Linked DNA regions of Sus scrofa: region 1 is linked to region 2. The links are chromatin contacts, called in public HiChIP or PLAC-seq maps. All regions are on one chromosome and are shown on one strand. Each heading gives the region's core, a stretch centred on a gene start, on an enhancer-like site or on the middle of the called end of the contact. The rest is flanking DNA. Distances are from core to core; before and after follow the strand shown. Region 1 overlaps ATXN1 (ataxin-1). Region 2 overlaps ATXN1 (ataxin-1).

What was found. HiChIP or PLAC-seq counts read pairs in DNA pulled down with a chosen protein or histone mark.
Region 1: a contact with region 2 is called in an H3K27ac HiChIP or PLAC-seq map of alveolar macrophages. The contact joins two enhancer-like sites. A contact is called at or near these places in 2 of 47 Hi-C or Micro-C datasets (embryonic fibroblasts and epiblast stem cells) and 1 of 2 datasets of contacts at active chromatin or transcription factors (alveolar macrophages).

Annotation. Positions count from the first base shown.
Region 1 is chr7:12,638,670-12,644,349 of Sscrofa11.1, reverse strand. The region is part of intron 2 of ATXN1 (ataxin-1); the gene reads left to right. Among named protein-coding and RNA genes, the nearest start is that of ATXN1, 89 kb to the left of the region's middle. Within about 2 kb of position 4,174, at least 21 of the 83 cell types and tissues checked have an H3K27ac peak or open chromatin away from gene starts, as enhancers often do. A contact at or near this core is called in alveolar macrophages, where this site is marked.
Region 2 is chr7:12,555,488-12,561,994 of Sscrofa11.1, reverse strand. ATXN1 (ataxin-1) reads left to right here. Exons shown (of 8, transcript XM_021099774.1): 4 at 5,578-5,707. Among named protein-coding and RNA genes, the nearest start is that of ATXN1, 170 kb to the left of the region's middle. Within about 2 kb of position 5,129, at least 5 of the 83 cell types and tissues checked have an H3K27ac peak or open chromatin away from gene starts, as enhancers often do. A contact at or near this core is called in alveolar macrophages, where this site is marked.

The DNA.
Region 1 (5,680 bases), core at 2,925-5,424, 83 kb before region 2:
TTAAGACGGCATTACTGGAATCATTAGTGCCTGTGCCATCATGTCCTGTGAGATACAGTATCAGGAAGCTAAAGTCAATATGCTTCAAGGAATTTTTTTGAATTTGCATTTTTGGGAATTTGCAGACATAGGGGGAAGATTCTTCAAAAATTCAGAAGTTTCAAGGTAATTTGGTATTATAATATTTTTTAATATTCTGAAATATTTAAAATTATATAGAATTCTATTAATTGTCTATTCTTACTTTTTTTTTTTTTTTGGTCCCTGGACATGTTCACTTTTTAGAAGTTTGTACATAGAAAAGAGATGGCAAATAAATATATGGGTAGAGCTAAAGTCAGTGCTTTCTGCTCTCGGAAGAGTTTTTTTGGAAAAGAAAATATCTGACTTTGTGAAATCATATTTTTATTTAAGGGTTTGGTAATGTATGGAGACTGTTTCAGCTTTTAACAGTTTAAAGATTGAGCAATGACTGGCTTCTCTTTCCTGATTTGTTTCGATGCAGTAAACTCTTAACTTTTTTTTTTTTTTTAACCACCTGTAGTAAACATGTCATGTTAGCTCTGTAAACTAGATGCAGCTTTAACTAAGTGTCACTCCTTGATGCATCTTCCCATGAACAAAAAGCAGCATTCTCTTCTTTAGCTTCTAACGGGGAGTGCTGCCGGATTTTCTGTAAGAAGTTGACTTGAAAAGTGGTGGTTTTCTGGCGTGTGGTGTGGGTGCAGCAGCGATTCTGTGCCTGCCTTTCAAAATGTGCAAAGATGCATCCAGGTCTGTGGGTGGGGGAACTACCTATGTGCCCTCAGTCGTTACTCATTCAATTGTTCCTCACCAGTAAAGGGAAAACCCAGCGCCCAGAACGCCACTCGTTCTGGGTGGGGGTGGGGGTGGGGGGTGGGGGATGGTGGGCTGCAGATGTCACTGTCATCTGACAAAAGCCTTCATTTTAGAAGAGTGTAGCAAAATCAAGTTGGATTCCTTTACTCTGAGTACAGATTACAAGCTAGTACACAGACGGCCCTAGGGATCAAGATGGAATATTAGAAGGAATGGAATTTACAAGGCACTCACATAGTCACCTGACAGAACAGCAAAAGCGTTACATTTTATTCCCACATAAGAAGTAATTCCTGGAGGCAGAAGCTGAAGGGTGTGTGTGTGTGTGTGTGTGTGTGTGTGTGTGTGTGTGTGTGTGTGTGTGTGTTGTTTGTAGAACTTCACAAATATATGACTCCATGGATCATTTGCTTGGTTTTCCAAAAGAAGATTTCATTCAGTTCACTTGATTTGTTCCCAGGAAGTCTCTGTCACCTCTAGAATATAAAGGTAAAGTAATGAAGAATCCTTAATTCTCTTAGAAAACCACCCTGAATGGAAGAAAGGTGACACCTAACTGCATAGAAGACTCTGACAGTATGGAGGTTGTATAATAAATTCAAAGAAATTGAATTACACATTCATTAAGAAGATACTATCTTTATTAGCAGAGACTAAATGATTCAGGTTTTACAGAATACTCAATACTTACAAAGTATTGGAAAAGAAAGTCATTGGTCTAGCATACCAGGAACTATGTTGAAGTCTCAGGCCTGTCATTAACCGTTGTGTGGCCTTTGGCTAATAACCTAACTTCTCTGGGCCTTAGGAAAATGAGGAAGTTGGATTATATCAGTGGTTTTCAAATGTGGCTTCAGAAACCCCTGGAGAATTCTAGGCCTCCCACCGGCCTCTACTGAATGAGCCAAGAACTTGGGGTGGGGGGTGGGGGTGGCAGGTTGAGGCCCAGGGATCTCTCTGTTATAGTAGCTAGACTTTCAGTTCATGAAACCATTATATCAAATGGTCACTGAGGCCATTTCATTCCCTGTAAAAAGGAGCCCTTAGTCATTGGATGTGATCTGAGAAGGAACGGAGCCTCTACTAAGGAAAACTTTAATGTGGGAAGGGGGATGGATTTGAGCATCTCCAGGGGCCACTGTTTTCAGAAGAGTCTCTCATCTTCCCAAAGGAATAGAGATGAGAGCTCCATGAGGGGTGTGATTTTTAAACCCCCCCCCCCGACCTTGGGATGGGGGGAGAGAAACTAGGAGATAAGAGAAAAAGAAGTTCCTGGAGTCAAAGATACTTCTGGATGTCCCTGCACCTTCAAGCCTTCCATCATGGGCTAGATTTGTCCACCCCAGGGTCTGCATCTGAGTTAACAGACACATGATGAAAGAGTGGCCACAGGGTCACTGCGCCAGACCAAGGAGGGGCCAGGAGAAGAAGTGTGGCATGAACCTGCTGGAGGCGCTGACCATTCCTTGGCATCAGGATGCATATCCTGTGCCCCTGCAGCCTGGGCACAGGGTGATGGGGGAGCGGGGGAAGACAGGGGAGTCGCAGGGACCCAGAAGTGGTGATCTCCATAGTGGCAGCAGAGCAGCCAGCCAAGAAGAAAACTCTGGCACTGGGTGCCAAGCATGTTTGCACTAGAATGGGGTTCAGAAACTCAGACAGAACACTGTCTGTTTTTAAGGGCTCATGTGAAAGGTTTGTTTGTCCTGAGCTTAAATCCAGGAGTCTGTCTGTCCCCAATGCCCTCAGGTAGTCCCCAAGCCCCTCCAATAAAATCTCCAAAATAGGAAAGACAAAGGACTCCGGTCTTCAGCTCTCTGAAGACGAGTAAGAAATTTTTCTTCTGGATGGTTCTGCTTGGGAATATTAGGGAATGCTCTCTGTCAAAAGTTCCTGCAGGAGAGTGAACAGAGGTAGAGAGTTGAAATAACCCGAAAGGCACTGAAGCTGAGAAACTGCCCTCTTTATCCGCACGGCCACAATTAGTTTTGGAAGCCTGTCCGTGGAGAGACTCAGGGTGTTAATTTAGAAAGCAACTGTGTTGGATGCCACTGGTGTGTTGGCCCGTTGGGTACCATATCTCTTCCACACCTTGTCCCAGTCCAAGGTGAAGAAAGCTGCAGCTCGCTTGAAGCCAGACTGACAAACGGACCTCCAGATCTGCACCCTGAATCCATGAGGAAGTGGTGGGTGACGTTCTAAAAGGATTTCTTTTTGGTAAATAACCTGGGGTGTTGTTGTTGTTGTTGTTGTGTTCTTGTTTTTTTGTTTTGTTTTGTTTTAAGGCCAGATGGAAGAAAGCAAATGTTGCCTTTACTTTAGTGTTTTGGAAACCTGGATCTCATCAACTTTCTGGTTGGTTTTGGCTGTCAAGGCGCCTTATGCCAGAGTCACTGCAAGCCAGGTTTCTGAGGTCCCTATTGACCTGTGTTGGCAGCCTCTTAAAAATAACTGTCATTGCAAGTTCAGCTAAAATATATAACGCAACAAATAAATACATATAAAGTATATGAATAGAAGTAGGAAAGTGTGGATTAACAGACCCCAAAGTATCAGACGTGCCATGAAAAATACTATAAAACACTCTGAGGAAGGTGCTTGCTCATGTTATGACTTGTCCAGTAAACGTGGAGGAGCTGACCCACTTCTCATGGTCCCTCATTTCCCATTTCTCCGCCGGAAGGTTCCGAGTAGCCGATCCCTTTTGCACACACACTTGTCACTGGCTTTTCTCAAGCAGGGCTCGTGGCCGCCGTTCAGCATCTCGATAAAAGAAATTAAGGGCCGCTTTATCATGCTCCTTTCTTTTCCTTCTGTGAGTTGTTCTTTATTGCTTTGGATGAGAAATCCTCGAATATAGAATTACAGAACTTTTGCTGGTTTTGAAAATGAAAAGTGAGAACTAGGAGCAGAAAGGAGAAGGGAAATGCTTTGGGGGGGAGTCTGATACAGATGTGAGCAGGTGTCGGGGGGCTCTCAAGGGGAACTTAGCTCTGCACAGAATGAGGTCGAGACTCAGTAGTTCTGTGCCTTTGATGGCTGTGTTGCACCCCAGGTTCCTGGGGACAGTACGGAGAAGAGGGGACAGATGATATGGAGCACTGTTTTCTGGGAGTTGTTGGTTGCACAGGGAGTTCTCATTTTCAGATCTTGGCTGTGTTCAGAGGGGATAAACATGGTTGCTTTCATCATTGATCTTTTTTTCCCTCCCCGCTTTTCCTTATCTGCCACGCATATATTTCTTCTGGCATTGAAGCACACGGTCCTTGAAATTGCTGACACATAATCTCCATTTCACATTTCCCTGGCACCGTGGTCTCACTGTAAATGCTCCGGGTATGTTCTCGGGAAGTTGCATAATTGCAGCAACTCTAGTTCACTGTGCAGTATGCTTGGTGACTAATGGCCTAATCAGGACTTGAAAAATACATAAACAGTTCAACAGCAGCCATTGATTCACTGAGCTCTTTTCGCCAGACGAGGGTGAGCTCATGGGAGCTGGAAGACGGAGGTGTGCGGCGGCGGTGGCGGCGGCGGCGGCAGCAGCGTCTGGGGTGTACTGAAGCCAGAGCGTTCCCGCACATCCCGCGCAGCCTTGCTCAGCAGCGGCACATCCTTGTTCATATGCATGAGTCTGGGGTGCCCCAGGCTTGTCCTGATTGGCTCTTACGCGGGGTTCCTTAAAGTGCGTTTACACGTGTGACACCTTTTTGCCTTTCCTCTAAATGCTGTTGGCAGTGGCAGCGCTGGAGAGGCAGCTGGTCTCTCGTGTCCCCTGTGGTGTCCCCCTTGATTCGTAAGGGAGAATGCCAGCGGAGGCCGTGTAAGCCGGACTGCAGGGCTTACCCCAGTGCACTGTTGATTGACAGGTTCTGTGGTCCTCTGCGGCACCTTTATTTCCAAGATGTACAGCTGAGATGCACAGAGATGCAGACTTTCAAAGGGACCGCGTTTCCTCTCAGAGGACCCCCAGGTGTCTGCTTGGAGCCCAGTCCAGTCAAGGAGGAGTTATAACAGTCATCGGTGTCGCGCCCCCCGCTTCCTTTGGAATTCGTTAGATAGCTCCCCAGTTCTACTCCTCGCCCCACCCCCAACCTTTTCCGGAGCAGAATTTTCTCTTCGCTCCACCTCTAATTTAATCTTTCAGGTTGTGGATGACGTGATCTCTAGATGCTCGCCTCTCCTGATGTCATATCTCAAACCATTCCTCAGGGAGTAATGAATGATGGACATTTGTGTTTTCTAAAATAATCGACTCTTTCCTTAGGCACATGCTGGTTCATTCATAAAAAACAAAAAGAGCCCTTTCACACATTCCGTGTCCCACATTCATGTAATACTTGCCCGTTTCTCTGGCTGTTTAAGAATGAAATGGCCAGCGGGCTTCTTTATGTATAAGCGTGAAGAACACTCATCAGTGTCATTAGTTTCACGTTAAGTTTTAAGGCACTGGAGGACAGGTACCGGGTTTCCATGCCTGATGTCCCTCACTCTCCCTTGGGTGACACCTGACCCTTACCCTGGGCTGCCCTGGGCCCTTCTTCCCTTGAAGGATCAGATGAATGTACTACACGTTGTGATATTTTTACCTTCCCGTGTTAGTCCTCCCAGAGGAATAGAAAAGAAGCTGAAGGAGGTCCTGCTGTGTCTCAGTGGCACCAAAGCCAACTAGTATCCATAAGGATGCAGGTTCGATCCCTGGCCTCGCTCAGTGAGTTAAGGATCCGGCGTTGCCACGAGCTTTGGTGTCGGTCAAAGATGCGGCTCAGATCTGGTGTTGCTGTGGCTGTGGTGTAGGCCGGGAGCTAGAGCTCCTGTGCAACCCCGAGCCTGGGAACCT
Region 2 (6,507 bases), core at 3,880-6,379:
TGAACAGTTGTCCTGAGAACACCCAGAGGCCCCTGTGCCGCTTGGTATTTTTCAGACTAATGCTCAGACAGGAAAATGTGCAGAATGTCTATTTTCTAAAATAGTTTCAACATCTTTTATGTAATGCTGATGCATCTGGAAGTGAAAATGCTAAGAGTTTCATTTCACTAAAAATGGATTTTTTTTTCTTTAACCTTTAACCTTGGAAGACTCTCAGCACCATTTTCACTGTAGTCTTACGAGTATCCACGTGTGTGCGTTCACTGACCCATCAAACCAGTCTTTACCGAGAATATTGAGGCTCAAAGACATCTGCAGGTTGTCATGACAAATGCAGGGACCTGGTCAGTGATTCTAAGGATCTCCCAGTCTAGAAGGGAAGATGGATCATTCATCACATGTCAGGACAAATACAGTATATGTGGAAGCAAGTCACAGAGGAGGTGACAGCTGAGCTGAATCTTAAAGGGAGACTAACATGTGAATGAGAGGAAGCGCGTTCCCAGTTGAGGAACCAGCATAAATAGAAACGAATTTTGCTTTATACATTTCTAAGAATTCACCAGATTTTATGACACAAATGCAAGCATCACAGCAATGAAATTAATAGGAAATTCAGATAAAAATTATCTAAGTAAATTAAGACTTTTTTTTTTTTTTTTGCTAAATTTGTTTGCCTTACCTTTTCATCTTAATTGCGTTGCAGAGAACAATATCGTTACAGCCAATGCATAGAATTCTAATTCAGTTTAAAAGTTAAGAAGTGAACGTTGAATCCTTGGCCAGACTCAGTGGGTTAGGGATCCAGCGTTGCTATAAACTGTGGCGAAGTTCACAGATGCAGCTCCAATCCAGTGTTGGGCCGTGGCTGTGGCAAGGGCCTCAGCTGCAGCTCCAATAGGACCCCTGGCCTGGGAATTTCCACATGCTGCACGTGCAGCTGTTTACATTTAACTAAATTTAGATAATTTGGTGTTTAGATAAATTTTGATGAATTACGAGTTTGGGATTAACAGGTACACACTACTATATAGAAAAAGATAAAGACTTACTGTAGAGCACAGGGAACTATAGTCAATATCTTGTAATAACCTGTAAGTGGAAAGAATCTGAGAAAGAATTGAGGATAGAACTCTCCAAATACAGCAATGGTAGTACTTCTATTTCAGTAATGCCTAGTATATAAAATACTTTAGGATTTGTTATTTAAATCAGCCATGCAAAAGAAAGAGCAACGTAAGACTAAATTACAAGTTTTGCAAAAGAAAACATTACCAGTACATGCTGCTTTACTGTGTCCTGGTTTTATATTGTAAATAATTCATTATTAAATTATTTTTTCCCAAAAAACTGATGCAAAATTGTCTTGCTGCTTTTCCCCTCTTTGCATAGTCTATTAAATTTTAGCAATTCTAAATCAGAATAGCATCTAATAGACAACACATGGGATGTGTTTGCTATTAATTCGCATGTTTTATGGCATATTCATTAGACAAATACATAATATTTATAAAGTGTGTCCAGTAATTAAAAGAAACGGATGAATATGTATTACTGTCTTGTTTTTTTAGCAAAAGAAATAATCCACCGTAAGCGTTTCTAATTATTTCTGCTAAATATTTAGAGCACTTCAGTGATAATATTTGTTGTTTCTCTCATTTAGACTTTATAGATAATTTTTTGCACAGAGTTACTTCTTTTCCATTGAAGCGTCTGTGCCTCTACACATGTATTGCAGATTATTTGAAACAATAATTTGCCCATCAGCTGTAGTGAATAAAGCTCTCCTTTCTCCTTAGTTTGATGAGGGCCTCTCGGATGACCTCTCTTAGGGCCTTACAGCGATGCCAGTGCTAATTTTAATTGAAGTTTTAATAGGAAAAAGTGTTGGCAAATAAAACTGTTAAATTTGAAGCATGAATTACAAATTCAACTTGGTTGCCCTAACGATGATGTTTAGAGAGTGCTTCCAGTAGGCTGAGCTCCATGTTCTACTTATGTGTATTATTTCATTTTCCCAACTACTTGGCGAGGTGGGTGGCATTATGCCCATTTTCCAGATGAGTTTGTAACCATGAGGCCTCACAACACTTATTAGTAATTTTTTTTTTTTTGTCTTTTTAGGGCTGCACCTGCAACATATGGAGGTTCCCAGGCTAGGGGTCGAATTGGAGCTGCAACCGCCGACCTACGCCACAGCTCACGGGAACACCGGATCTTTAACCCACTGATTGAGGCCAGGGATCGAACATGCATCCTCATGGATACCAGCCAGATTCATTTCTGCTGAGCCACGATGGGAGCTCCTAGTAATTTAAATATACTACATTGATAATATATTTTATCAAATATGTAAACTCTGGAGCTTTATACACATTACATACATATCTATACACACACATATATATACACATAAATGTAAATCCTCTCTTATTCATTCAGCAAAAATTTATGTATTGACTATGTGTCAGGCTGCTGTGCTAAACTCTGGAGATAGTGAGATCAGGTATACCCACCCCGTCTTGCCTGTAAGGGACTTAACAATGAACTTGGAGAGTTCAGTGGGAGAGATGAACTTGTCACTAAGACACAAGTCCAAGAGCATATGCTCATGACTTTAACAGGATTAGGTAGAGGATTGTAGAAAAAAATGGGGAAAGAGGCCCTCAGCTTCCCAGAAGATATTAGACAGGTCTTCACAGAAAATCAGCCAGAGCTCCAACACCTGAAGAGTGAGTCTGAGTTTGAAAAGATGATCAGAGGGAATTGTGCCGAGGGAACAGAACAGACCAGGGTGTGGACAGGAGGCAGAGCCAGGCAGGCTTGGTCAAAGAGATTCAGAGGGGCCGAGGGTCAAGTGTGGCTGGAGGAGGGTCACTGACGGCTGGGGTCAGATCACAAGGAGCATGGCCTGCTGTTCAAAGGAGGGCAGACCTTATGTGTGTGTGTGTTGAAAAGCCATCAGCAGATTAATTCAACACTCCTTAAGTTATAATAAGGGATGTCCTTCTCCCCTCCCTTCCTCCTTTTCTCATTTATTCACTCAGCAGATGCTTAGTGAGTGCCTATAACATGCCCAGCATTGTGTCAGACACTGAAGATAAAAGCACGGGCAAGAACTAACACATCTCTGCCTTCCTGGAGGCTTACTTCTTAGCTAGGGAAAGAAGCATTCATCAATTAATCTAGCAATAACAACAAAGGTACCATTACAAAGGTGATCTGTATAACAGGGGAGAGAGGGAGTCTATGAAGTAGGGGCTAGTGAGCTGGCCAAGGAAAAGAGGATTGAGCTGAAAGAGGGAAGAATACAAAATCATTGGTTGAAGAAGGTGGATGATTTGAGAAGTCTCAGCAAGGGGGGGGGGCGGATCATGTGCAAAGGCCCTGAGGCCTAGGAGAGCATGGTACTTCTCAGGAATTAAAGGTAAACCAGAAACACTGTACACAGCCTGGGAAATGCAAGGACTGGGCCCTGGGAGTTGTGGTGAGAATCCAAGCTCAGTAGAAAGCCACTGCTGTAGGCAGGCCCTGAGGACAGGGTGTAGGGTGGCAGAGGGTGGAAGCAATTGAGAGGCCAACGGAATAGTCCAGATGAGTCGTGAGGGTGGGCAGCCTAGAGTGGAGGTGATGGTCAGGAGAGAAAGAGAGGTGTGTGCTGGTGGCAGAATCAATGGCTGGATGGTTGGGTTCCGGGCGTCATTTGGAAAAGGAAGCTGTCAGGATGACGTTCGTGCCATTGCTGAGCTAGGGAAACACAGGAGAGTCCGCAGGATCCACTCTGCTTGGATTTCCAGAAAACTTTCACAGGAGGCGGAGGAAGTCGAGATTGGAGGTTGGCCGTGGAGAATGAGTAGGCATTTCTGTTGGCAGGGAGGGGAAAGGGCATGCAATTCAGAGGAAATGGTGTGTTCAGAGGCACAGAGGCTTAACCAGAATTGTGCAAATAAATAACTACGTTATATACACAGGTATGACAAACAAATGACTATGTGATCCGCAAATAACTCTGCTGGTTTCTTGATAACACTCTAGTCTGTTTTGTGTAGCAGTCATCCTAAGACCCATAGCAGGTGGAATTTATAACTAGATTAAAATGTTTAAGTATCTTTGTCACCATAGACATATTATAAATATATAGAAATTCCTCTCTTGACTTCCGTGGTTTAACTTAGAGATTCACCTGTGGCTCTTGATTTTCTCATCTACCTTCTTTCCAATAAAATGTATTCATGTGGGGAGAATTTGGATTTTAGGTCTTTTTCCTTGGTGCTTTGGCATCTGGATTTGGGATCAATTGGCATTTTTCATTTGCTGAAATAACTATAAACTTACTCCTGATGGAGATGTGAACATGTTGATTTTTGTTTTGTTTTGTTTGCTTTTTTTTTTTGGTCTTTTTGCTATTTCTTTGGGCCGCTTCCGTGGCATATGGAGGTTCCCAGGCTAGGGGTCTAATCGGAGCTGTAGCCGCTGGCCTACGCCAGAGCCACAGCAACGTGGGATCCAAGCCACGTCTGCAACCTACACCACAGCTCAGGGCAACGCCGGATCCTTAACCCACTGAGCAAGGGCAGGGACCGAACCTGCAACCTCATGGTTCCTAGTCGTATTCGTTAACCACTTTGCCACAATGGGAACTCCTGAACATGTTGATTTTAATTTAGCTTGGGAACTCAAATCAAAGGACAGTCCGATCCCAAAAGACTTGAGTCATGCGAAGACTTAGGTGACATGTCAACTCTAGGGAGAAATAAGTTGACGTTGATTTCCTATTTAACTTTTCTGTAAGAGTACAAGAAGGTCAATAAGTCAGTTTTGGAGAGATGATATAGCACCGGAATTATGAGCGTGGTTTCTGTGAAATACAGTGGCTTAAATACTGCCTTTAATATCCACTGGCCACACAAGTGCCCTGTTCTCTTGTCAATAACAGAGGTCATAACGCTGATTGGCTGCCTCACAAGGTACGATGGAGTCGGGTATCGTATGCAGAGTGTTCGGCCCGTGCCAGAAACGTTGTCTGTGTTCAATAAATGTCCACAATGACCTTGAGTATCACTGACACCATGTTTCACCTGCGTCATCAACAGAGAGGACAGAAGGTTTCGAAAGTGAAAGTCAGGCAGTGATGGTAAATGCATGGGATGATCTTGCTTGTCTCCGTGGTTAGAAGGAGCCTTAGAGAGCATCAGCTTCAGTAATGCTTCTGACACTTTCTGGAGAGGAACCAACTGGTTTTCATTCCTCGGAGGTTTGGGGATCGTTAGGCAGAGAAGGAGGGGGAGGGATGGGATCATTTTGCTGGTGTCGTGCCTAAGGTCAGGAGCTGGGATGGGAACAGTAAGCGCTGGGCAGAGCCCTCTCATCTGCAGAGATGAGGACTTACTTGCTATGTGTCGGCTTGCTGAGGTTTTGACCTTCTGAATTAAGACCTGTGTGTGTGCGTGTGTGTATGAGAGGGGGTGGGGGGGAGATTATGCAAATGCGTTTCTCTTTTCTGAGAATTCAGCTCATGTGAATGGAGACCACAGAAAACTGCCTAACTCAGTGGGAATATTGTTTTTCTAATTACAGGTCTAGGCATTTTACATTGAGTTTCTCCACTGCCTCCCTTTCTGCTCAAGCAAAATCTGTGCGAAAAAGATCTGCTGGGAAGGAACCAACTGCTTGGGATTCTCCATTGTGATGAAAGCACGTGGTGCAGGTAAATATCTCCGAAATCCTTCCCCAGCAGTAACTATCATTTAATCGTAAAATCACCAAGATCCTGGTGGGGAGGTATACATATTTATTCCTACACACACACACACACACACACACACACACACACACACCCCTATATCTTTAGATTCATGTCTTCTCCATCTGTGTATTCTTTCTGTCTCTTTATAAAAATGGAACCCTTTCTTTTTTGTGAAATCACTGACGATGAGAATGACAAGGCATTGATAAGAAAATGATAATTCTGATGATTGTGTTTATAAATCGTGTCCGATGGTCGGAAACAATACAGCGTATATTAGCTCTCAACCTTTTTGTTCTTCTAAACAGTGCAACAATGAATATTTACTTGTTCATAGCACAGTTATTTATCTACAACTTGATTTTTGAGGATTATATACTATACCATTGAATACATATCCTAAAATACACTTAATTGATGCTCTCTAGTTGGACTTTAAGTCTCTTCTATTTTTATTTATTTATTTTTTCTTTTATACTACCCAAACTGTTCTTATGGCTTCGTGTTAGTTGCCATGGCTTCCTTGGTAGAGTTCCTTAGCAGTACGTTGTTGCATTTAAGTTTTCAAGTCTTAAGACTCTTGATACTTGTTGCCAAATTACTTTCCAATAAAGTCATACCAGTTTATATTTCCAGAGGCTCAGTGTATGAGAGACCTACTTCCATACAATTTTGCTGGTGCTGAGGATTTTAGAAACGAAAAGAGTCTTTGCCAATTCATAATGAGAAGTGGTGTCTCCATGTGTTGGGTTTTTTTGTGG